Linked DNA regions of Capra hircus: region 1 is linked to region 2. A link is a contact called in public Hi-C data. All regions are on one chromosome and are shown on one strand. The core of a region is the stretch at or near the end of the contact, and the rest is flanking DNA. Distances in the headings are between cores, read along the strand shown. Region 1 has its middle 79 kb from the start of GNG2. Region 2 holds the start of GNG2 (guanine nucleotide-binding protein G(I)/G(S)/G(O) subunit gamma-2).

Evidence for each region. Hi-C and Micro-C count contacts between places; a contact is called where the count stands out from the background.
Region 1: a contact with region 2 is called in a Hi-C map of blood, with 3 times the contacts expected there. The contact joins the enhancer-like site here to the promoter of GNG2 in region 2. A contact is called at or near these places in 2 of 5 Hi-C or Micro-C datasets (both in blood).

What each region holds. Positions count from the first base shown.
Region 1 is chr10:58,463,972-58,469,590 of ARS1.2, reverse strand. No RefSeq gene overlaps it. Among named protein-coding and RNA genes, the nearest start is that of GNG2, 79 kb to the right of the region's middle. Within about 2 kb of position 2,785, at least 3 of the 5 cell types and tissues checked have an H3K27ac peak or open chromatin away from gene starts, as enhancers often do.
Region 2 is chr10:58,385,440-58,390,758 of ARS1.2, reverse strand. It overlaps GNG2 (guanine nucleotide-binding protein G(I)/G(S)/G(O) subunit gamma-2), which reads left to right and starts at 3,268. Exons shown (of 3, transcript XM_005685654.3): 1 at 3,268-3,492.

The DNA of each region.
Region 1 (5,619 bases), core at 1,536-4,035, 79 kb before region 2:
TAGGGAAGGAAAGAAAAGGTTTTTGTTTATTAGAAGCTTTAAATAGTACATTCTACTGTCAAATTATGTAAATGTATATTACTTAAAAATTTTTTTAAATTCTTTTAAAGACGATAAAACTAATTTCAGTCACCAGTGTAGAACCCTGGGTTCCTAGAGACCCTAAAGAGTACAGGGACTCTTCATTTTGAGGACTGGGTTGTAAATTTGAAGAGAGTAATGGGTGCCGAGCCCAGGAGGCAGAAGAGGAGAGGGAAAGCGAGGCTCTTGTTCTGTGGATGTGGGCTTTTCTTGACAAGGCTCGCAGGCTATTCTGGAGCTCGAGGGAGGTACATGGGAATCGTTTGCAGTGAAGGCACCAGAAGGCGGGGTGGACCTCCCCTCCTCCCACACTCACGCTGGCAACTGTGGGGCCGATGCCCAGTGAAAGTGATCTGGCCCCCGTTTCCTTGGTGAGGACAGCCAGCAGATGGGTGTCTGGTAACTAAACGCCTTCATTGAACAGGCCCGAGTCAATTACTCCACCTGGCCTGGTGCTGACTCAGGTTTCAGCCCCTGGGGCCTAAAGAGAGTGGGGCGGAGGGAGACTGACCCTGAGGGAGCCGGGAGACACAGAGGATGTCAGGATGGAAGGAGAGCTAACTAGGGGACTATTGATCAGTCTGTCCCCTAATTCAAGGGTTCACAAACCTGAGTGACTTTCAGAAAGACTCACAGAAGCCTTGTGGAAGGATTCATGTATTCCCAGGCCTCACATCTCACCTGATCAGAACCTCCAGGGGTAGAGCCCAGGAAGCGGGTGCACACGCTCATCCCCCTCACCGGTCGTGGGAGCCCTGGGGCAAGCTCGTTCCAGACCAGCCCTGCCCATGAGGCCAAGGCAGTCCTCACTGTATTTGAGTTGTTCCTCTGCTTTCTTTCTTACGAGCAGTTCAGATGTGAAAGGAAATCTCTGAAACCCAGGAGGGGATGTCAGCTTTTTGCAGGGGTTTGGCAGCATCTGTCAGGTATGAATTTGTGCTGTAGGAGAAGCAGCTGCTTCCTGGGACGCGCAGGAGCAAAGTTCTCCTTTACACTGTTTCCAACTTTATTCCCATCATTCATCTTCAGTGAGAACCTCTGAAAGGCAACTGAGAGATTCAGAAACAAATATTTCTTTCCCTGTGACAGCCCCCAAGGTCTGAGAAGTGCGGCCAGAGGGCCTCAGGGCCTGTGTTTCTGCTCGGCACCAGGAGGGGGCACCAAAGATGATGATACGTGAATGGACCAAATTCAGTTCCAGAGGATGTGAGCTGTCTTTGGAACAGTCTCTTCTCTCCCAGATCTTACAGTCTGGGATGATATGAGGAGAACGCTGAGAGCAAAGGGCCACAATTGGGTAGGGAATGGTGGGGATTTTTTTTCAGAGCCCCCAGGTGCAGTATTCAGGCTCTTGAAGGTTTTACCATTGGGTCCTAGTGTTTGTGGTCATAAAGTCCTCCCCGTCAAAGCCATCCTAGTCCACAATCTAAAATATATATCTTGTGATGAAGAAGATAAACGGTAAGTGTAGAAATAGAGGGCCAGCTGAACTTTATCTTTAGAAATTGCACCTGGTTGTAAACTTCTTGAGGGTGGAAACCATGTCTTTCTTGCTCACAACTGCATCCTGAGGGACCAGCATCCCCTGGCATAGAAAAAGGTGCTCAATAAATGCTGAGCTTAGCAAAGAATGAAAAGTCTGCAGCCATGGGCCAAGGTGCCAGACGGGCTTTGTAGAAACCACATGAAAGTCCTCTCCACCCAGAAAGCTCTTCCTCTGGGTTTTCTCCTTGTAACAATCTCAGTTCCATGCTGTTGTTGTTCAGTTGCTCAGTTGTGTCTGGCTCTTTGGGATACTGTGGACTGCAGCACGCCAGGCTTCTCTGTCCTTCACCATCTCCCAGAGCTTGCTCAAACTCATGTCTGTTGAGTTGATGATGCCATCCAACCATCTCATCCTCTGTCACCCCCTTCTCCTTCTGCCTTTAATCTTTCCCAGCGTCAGGGTCTTTTCCAATGAGTAGGCTCTTTGGATCAGGTGGCCAAAGTATCAGAGCTTCAGCTTCAGGATCAGTCCCTCAGTGAATATTCAGGTTGATTTCCTTTAGGATTGACCCCATTTCCTCAGAAATGGCCCCTCTCCATTACATCTCTACCACACAACCCCAATTGGTTCTCTAATAACAAATGTCACTATCTTTAACTCAGATTCCATAATTCATTTTTTATTCTTATTTGACTACCTGCCTTCTACACCACCACAACAGCACCGCTCAACCCTCCGCCCACAGCACCTGGAACAGGTTCTGGCCCAGCAGGCAGGCACTCCGTGAGTTCAAGTTGAATGAACAACGCAGCATTAGATTATGAGAGCAAGAGAGACGCTTTTCTCCATTTTGTTGACTCTGGGTCTGTGCTGCATCTTACAGCCTAAGTGTGTCTGTGACGTTGCCTTTCACTCCCTTCCTCCCTGAAAAGCTATGAGTGCATCAGGGTGCTCATGTTGTAGCCTATGTCTTAGCACCAGTGAAAGTCAACAAGCATTGTCCTGAGCTCTCTAGCTTGGCTGCCTCTAAATCCAGGACACTTTTGTTGAGCAGCGAGGAGGAGGGAGGCACGTCAAAGAGGATAAAATAAGGAAGCCAGAGCCCAGAAATAGTCAGAGGGAATGAGGGACACAGAGGGCATCTGGAGAGGGTGTGGCGGGCTGGCAGCGGTCTTCCTCTGGCACTGGGCAGTACCAGTTGTCCTTCTTCTCCTGCCTCCTCTCTCCCTCTTTGGGGTGTTTGTTACTGTGCCAGGAGTAGCTGCATCACTGCTGGTGTGCCAGAGCCCAACACGTGTGATGGCTGCAGCTCCGGGGTGGCAGGGGACGTGGGCCCGGTCCTCTGCCTCCTGGAGTCCTGGATGTGATACGGGGGCAAAGGCTCCATATAAGGACGGCCTGGGTCGGAACAACAGCTTCAGGCATACTGCCAAACTATGGTCCTGCAGAGGCTGCGTCAGAACTAGAGCTGGCCCATTGCAGGTTCTCAGGGCCAACCCTCCACCCCAGAATCAGCTCCAAGAATCTGCTTTTCATAAGCTCCCCCCACCCGGACCCTCCCACTACCCCTGCTGCATGATTCTTCAGGAGAGTGATTCTCAGACTTAAGTGAACATGAGGGAATGATATGATCCGCCTGTGACCTGTCCCAACTCCAGGCAGCTCCTCTTACAAACGGAAAGGGAATCCCACAGGCCAAGGCTGATGCACTGGGTTGGGCCTGGGTGAGCTCCAGGGCAGGCAGGACAGGGCCTGGGGGACCAAACGGAGCTTGGCTCTGGGGTGTCCGCTGCCTGTTCCTGGCTCTAGGCTGACCCCCGGTGGTCAGAGCGAGTGGTTTGGTAGGAGGGACCCAGAGTATTTGCAGCAGGGGTAAGTTATAATAAACTCCACCTGTGCTTGCAAAGGCTCTATTGCCAAGACTGGGATGATTTGAGGAGGGGGTGATACGCAGGTTATAGTTCCAAATTCCTTGTATTGCCCCTTTTGTCGACTCGTCTTGTCAGTGTTCCTCCCCAGTCACCTCTGGGTATCATTTTAGCTGCATTTCTGCATCTCATTGGAGGGGGCAGAGGGAGAGAGAAAAGGACAAAAAGCTGGGTGTTTTCACAACACAGTCTCTTTTTTCAGGGGCGTGGCCAAGGTTAAAAAAAAAAAAAAACCTGGCAACCAGACACAGGTGTGCCTCATTAGCCCAGGTCCCACTTTGCCTCTCTGACCGGCACCGCTGAACCCACTGAGGATGGAGAAAGGTGGGCAAGATGGGAGCACCACTCCAGTAGACCTTCCTCTGTCCCTTGGGGTCTGGAGTGACTCACTCAGCTTCTGGGCACTGAACCTGTCAACTTGCTGAAACTCAGTCTCTCCCAGGATGCAAGAGGCCATAAAAACAGGTAATCTGAATAAGTCCCCCAGTGCTATATTACCGTCTCCTTTTCCTTTTTAATTCTTGGACATTTATAACCAACAGAGATCATTTGACTTGAATGATGAATAATAATTTGCTTTTGCATTTCCAGAACTGAAATACAGACCCAAATCAGGGAGTTATGAGTCTTTCATCCAGTGACTGCAAAGCAAGATGAGTTAGTTTAAAAAGCGTAGCAAACGCATAGAGGAAAAAGCTCGATCCAGAGAGTCAGGAAGGGAAGTGACTTGAGAGGCAGGACCCCAACTGTTGCAGGGTTGACCATATGCAGTCCAGTTACTCGGGCATTTAATACACATGACTAAGAGCCTTCTATGAGGAAGAGACTGAGCTGGAGGCTAGGAAGACAGAGAAAAGTAAAATGTCTGGCCCTACCCTCAAGTTATTGTCAGTCTTTCAGGAGACAGTGAAAAGACACATAAGCCAAAACATCAAACTATTTGGACTGTGAATTTCTCTGGAGTGTTTAGCTGTCTGATTTGCTGTGTGATCATCATTGTTATTCTCATTCACCAAGTGCATAAAATTTCATATAATTCTCACCATAATCTTTCCATTATTTATTATTCTCCCCATTTTATAAATGAGGAAACTGAGTCCTTAGATCAGATAGCATGCCCAAGGTCAAATAGCTGGGAAGTGGGGGAACTGGCATCAACTTGACTCCAGAACCCATTGTCACCCACCACGTGACAATGTCCTCCGGGGCCTCCATCTCTAATCTCGTTTCCTGATACTCTCTTGCTTGAGTCCACTTCTCACCTCTCACTTACACTTATCTCTTCCCACTCACCCACCCTAACATCCTTTCCTCCTGTCTCCAAGAATAAGGCACGCAGTCATCACAGTTCATTCATCACTCCACCCCTTCTTCTCCAGCCCTTAGGACTGTCCACTCACCTTTCTCCTGCACCCTCAGTTCATCACCTCTGCTCTCTGCTTCCCCTCAGCCCCGAAACGTGTCAAAGACTCTGCTTTGCTAAACCCACAAACAAAATAGCACACCAGAAGCTTCCTTTATCATATACTTTACCTGGGTCTCCTCCATTGCAGGCAGATTCTTTACCATCTGAACCATCAGGGAAGCCCTATACACCTATTAGAACACCTGTTAAAACAGCTCAAATAAAAAAGTAACGATACCAAATGCTGGTGAGTATATGGAAAAACTAGATCTCATGAATTTCCCGGGAATGTAAAGTGGTATAGCCTTCTGGAAAATAGCTTGGTGGGTGACAGTAGTGGTAAAGAGCCTGCCTGCCAATGCAGGAGACATAAAAAACTCCTTTTACGGTTTCGATCCCTGGGTGAGAAAGATCCCCTGGGAGAAGGAAATGGCAACCCATTCCAGTATTCTTGCCTGGAGAATCCCATGGACAGAGGATACTGGCAGGCTACAATCCATAGGATTGCAATGAGTCAGACACAACTTAGCATACATGCACATAGAAAACTACACATATACCTGCCAGATAATGCAGCAGTTGCACTCCTAGGCACATATGCCAGAGAAATGTGAACTTATGTCACAAAAGCGTCTACATGATGTTCATTGCAGCTTTATTTCTAATAGCTCCAAACTGGAAACAACCCAAATGTTTTCAGCCAGTAAATGTCTAAACTA
Region 2 (5,319 bases), core at 2,019-4,518:
TGGAGGTGCTTGTCATTATAAAAGGCCTACTGTGCTGTGCAAAAGAATTAAGACTTGTAGCTTGCAAGCAATAAGAAAAATTCTTATTTTCTGAAAATAAGAATTCTGAAGATTCTGAAAAATTATAGCAGGGCTGTGACTTGCTCACCTCTTCATCTTAGAGACGTACTGCTAGTGAGCATGGCTTAGAAGAGAGACTGGAGGCACGGGGACAAAACAGAAAGCATTGCAGTCATCTAGGGAAGACCAAAGCACTGCTGGCCAGGGTAACAGACAGGAGGAGTTTGGTTGAAGAGCTAGTTTCATGGTGGGTGTGAAGGATGAGGAACTTTAAACCAGACTTAGGGTTGAAAAGACAGATGGTTCTGGTACTGTTCTTATATTCCTGCTGAGGGCAACTGGTTTGTAGTCCTCACTGCATGAAATAGAGAACATAGAAAGAGGAACAAGCTTTGGATGAGGCAATGTATACAATTTGGGAAATACTGATATTAAAGAACTCCAAGGAGCATCCAGCTAGAATGCTCAATAACACAGTAGAGATATCAAGCCAAAATCATGGCCTCCTTACCACCTTATCTGCCAAGTAAATGTAAAAAGTACAAGGTATCCGTGCCTACAAACAGAGCCACTGATGACTGTTGGAGCATTTTTAGAGGCTTCTGTCTTATGTATAAGCTCATGTTCATTTACTGATGGTGTGAACATGTCATGGTGAGATGTAATTGTGTCTCCTAAGAAATGGACACCTTGCAGGCTGAGTGTGCATATTTCCCATGATTGTGTTAAGAGCTCTGAACTAGGTTAATCTCTCTTGACCCATCTATACCCCATTTTTCTTTCTCTCCAGAAAAAGAAGCTATTTGAATGAGTTGAAAGCAATGAGATTAATGACAGAAAGAAAAAGATCTTAAAATATAGTTTTTAGCTTTGAAGAGAGATTGGTTACTACTTTCTAGCAATGGGCAGGTTAACCCACTGTCTTGGGGCCAGAGATGGAAGAACTGATCGGAAGGCAGCAGGCCAAATTCCTAGAGGCTTTAGTGTCTGAATGAGATTTCCCTCTGTAGATATAAAGATAAGGACCAGCCACTCTCATGGTTAAGAGAGAGAAAGTGAGAAGGGTGGCAGAGATGATTTAAACAACATTAAGAAAAAGAGGCCTGTTTGAATCCAGAGTTCATGCCAGCATCCGCTGCTAGTTTAAAATTGACCAAAAATTTGTTTCAATAATCTCTCCAACCATTCTTACTTGTGCTTCTCATTTTTCTTAGACTTGATATCATATATATTTAAATTTTCATTTAAAAGTTTCCAGTAACCTTTGGCACCAGGATTCCTGACTTGGAGGTAGTCCATGTCTGATCACTGGGCTATAGGAGGCTGTGGGGATTTAATGAAATCCTCTCCTGCTACAGTTCTGGTTACTGGTGCTTCAAAAGTAGTTCCCCATTTAAAATCTTGAAACAGTCCATTCATAATTTTCTGACGTTATAATGAGTTGATTTCAGGGTCCTTTTTGATAAAAGATTTCTAGGTAGAAGAAATAAGCAAACTCTTATTCATGGAATATCAAACCAAAACAAAGGATATCCCAGGGACTGTCGCAGAACACTTCATAGAAATTGAATTCTATATCTTCCAGGCTAATGTGCTGTGGTCCTTCAGATGGGATAGGAAGGCTCACTTGGTGACTTCCCTGATGATAGAGTTATCCTGCATCAGCCCTAGTTTTCCAATGTTCCTTGTTAGTTTACTTGCTAGAGGGGTGAGGCAAGGCTGGGTTAAAATGTAGAGTTGAGAATTTACTCTGTTGCCCAGGAAGATCAGCTTTCCAAGCACTGATTCTTGAGGAGAGGTTTCTTAACAATGTTGCCTGGACACTAGAAGGATTCCCCCCACCCCTACCCTCAGCCTGTATTTAATTTGTAGCTTCCCCCAAAGCACCTTGTGTTCCTAATGAGGAAGAATGACTCACACGATGAATAAATTCAGAGCCCCAAGAGCAATGAGGTTTAGTGGTGAATATACTAACCATGGGGAATCAGGAAACCAAGTGGTGGTCCTGGTTTGGCTGCTGACTGCTAAAGTTACTCACCATCTCTGAGCTTGTATCCTCTAAAAAGAGCTCTGATATGTCAAACGTATCTTATGTTTTAGGAAAATATTATTATCATGTTGTGCATCGTTTCATTTCATCCTCAAATTTCTGCTATGGGGTATGACCCTGCGCTCTGTTGTTTTGGTCATGCCCAACTCTTTGTAACTCTATGGACTGTAGCCTGATAGGCTCCTCTCTTCATGGGATCCTCCAGGCAAGAACACTGGAGTGGGTTGCCATGCTCTCCTCCAGGGGATCTTCCTGACCCAGGGACTGAACTTGCATCTCTTGAGTCTCCTGCATCAGCAGGTGGACTCAAATGGGGTGTGACTTTAATCTCCTCTATTTTTGCAGATGAGGAAATTGAGGCACGTAGAGGTTAAATAATTTGCCCAAGTTCATAGCCAGTAATGACAGTGTGGACTCAGATACTGGTGGGCAGACTGCCTGCAGTCTCTCCCCTTATTGCTAACACTCCACCACCTCCTAAAGTGAAGGGAAAGGCCGAGAGAATGGCGAGGGTCCTTTTAGTCCTGCTAGTGTAGGTCAGAGGGCTCTGGCTCTGTTTCTGGGGGGAGAAGATCCAGCATTCAGCCCCACCTCGTTCCTTCCCACTACTGAGAATCTCTCGGGGAATACGTCTTCACTACTAGGTCACAGGTAGCATTTCTTATCTCCTATGCCCCACAAAAATATATATTAGGGCCATTCTTTTCTGAGCGCGTGGGTTAAGCCAAAGCTCAATGTAGTAGGGCCTTGGAGAAATGAAGCATCGAGAATGTTGGCCACAGAGAGAAGTGTTTCAGCAAGAAGCTGCAAGCTCCCAGCTCGCTAGCTTGGTAGGGACCCCAGTAAATCAGGATAAGCCATGGAGGCTGGCACTGGATCTCAGGGGTAGAATGTGGTCAGGGGCTGCAGACCCCTCAAAACAACAGCAGCAGCAGCAGCAACAAACCAAGTTCAAGCTAAGAAAGCAGACTGTGTGCGTGGAAGGGGGCTGAAAGCAGAAGGGAATGAGGGGGAGGAAGGAGCAGACAGGGCCAAAGGGACCTGGAACAAAAGGGGGAAGAGGATTTACAGGCAAAGGGTTCCAGTGAGCCCTGAAATGGAAGGAGAGGGAAAGAAGTAAGCAGCTAACTGTAAGCTAGAGGAGGAAGTGGGAGATGCGCTGCTTCCTGTAGAAAGACCGATGATTGAAGACAAAGCTGGGTGGGGACTAGTCCCTGGGCTGCAGGCGCTGCTGCTACACATACACACAACGGCTGCCGCTCAGTGGGCAGCTCCTACTACTGCGGGGCTGGGCTGGGCGGGCTGCGCCGGAGCTCGCCTGCACTCAGCGGCGCGGAGGGCGGAGGAAAGCCACTCTCCTCGGACCAGCCTCGGGAGCCAAGGTAAAGGAAATGCTTTTCGTGTTGCTCCTTGTTAAGTGGGGAAAATGACCACCGCCAGCGGTTTTAAGGGCAGATTTCGAAGGGAAGAAAGGCACATTGTTCGGGGATGGGAGGAAATGATCAGGATGGATTCTGTTAGGAGGACTTTTGAGAAGGACCAAATTTGTGACACCTAGGTTTGAGAAAATAATCCTCATTAGTGCTTAGCTTCCGTGACTCATCAGGAAAACATGCTAAATATTAAGAAGCTGTTTGCAGAGTTCTCTTGTAAGAAAAGCAGAGCCCAGGCGAAATCAATGGGGGCTGTGAAGCTGTGGGCTGACCATCTGAGCGTCGCAGTCCGGTTTCAGGGGTGTAAGTGGTGTAAAATGTTAATTGCATTATCTCTCTTACACAGAGCACTGGAGTGGTCTGTTGCAGCATAAGGATTGTGATTTGGCTTTTTATGTTGTTTGTTTGTTTTGGGAGAGTAAATTCTTTTGTACTCAGAATTTACCAACAAAGGCTGGAATTGCGTATGTGAGGGACAGTATTTACCATTTAAAAAACGGTGTCTTCCTCCCTCTGCGCTCTGCAGCTGCTCTCAGGATAACCTTAGAAACAGCTATCAGTTGCCAGTGGGTCTTATCCTAAAGTTGCATCCTTTCTCAAAGGAGTGGGGCGAGTTTAACTTATCTAGAATCAGATAGGAGTATATATATGGATTTTATGTTTATATAGATTTTATTCAGCTCTAGGTCAAGGTACATATTAGCCTCGGTGAGGGACAACATGTTAAAGTGTTGCCGGAGTTGTTTCCTTCCCTGCATATGCTGTGCATGGACAAAATAGTGAAATCAGAACGTGATTTTTATTCTTTGATTTTCTTGAGCAATGGGTCATCTTATTGAGAGTCTGTGGCCCTGGCTTGTTCATATTTGTGAATGATACATACAAGTGCAGTAAATAGGTCTAACGGATTAGAAGTGAAATTGTGAGATTCTTTTCGCAGAGTATGTAGGAGAAAGAGTTTAATATCCCAACATAGCCTGATTTTAAAAATTAACCTTTGTCTCCAATAAGAAGTGTGGTTAAGCAATAAATGACCATTGGTAAAAACGTTTTATCTTGCATTTTTAGAATGAAAGGAGATACATTTTCAAAGGAAAGAAAGAACTGCTTATAGTGGAGTAAAAATAATAAAAAGGTCCTATTTAGACACTCATAAATTTTTAAAATGTGGATTTTAAATACTAAATATGCCATGGAGAGTGTATATGCTTCCTTTTTTTATCATTATTCTCAATTGTGAAGTTTCTTTTAATGTCATCTTTATGAAATTGATTTGGCTTCTCAAAATATGTGGGGTAACAGCACATTTCAGAAATAAGAATTTTGGGGTCCTTAAGGAATAAAATGTCTAATTTTCCGAGCTTGTTTATGATGACTAACAGGCAAAGTATTACTGGTGTTGAAACCATGGCGCTCCCCTGACAGATCTGTTGAATTTAATCAAACCTGTGGGCAAAACAAGGCATGCCACGTATTCCATGGCTCTGGTTGCTGTATGTCTCCTGGAGTAAAATATGTAAAGATCATCTACCCAAAGAAGAGATCTTGGGTGGATCTTGGATCCAGAATGCCCCTAACTGCAGCTATATGCTCGAGCTGCCTGTCATGAAATGGAAAGTTGGGAGTCTGGGCTATATGAGTGAAAATGGGACTCACCCTCTGGTACTTACTCATCTATAGTCTGGATTCACTAGGTAATGCCAACACCCTGCTTTGTGTGGGGATGTGGAGACAATCTGCCTTACTTCTCTCTGTGTTTCATAAAAGAGTAAGAAA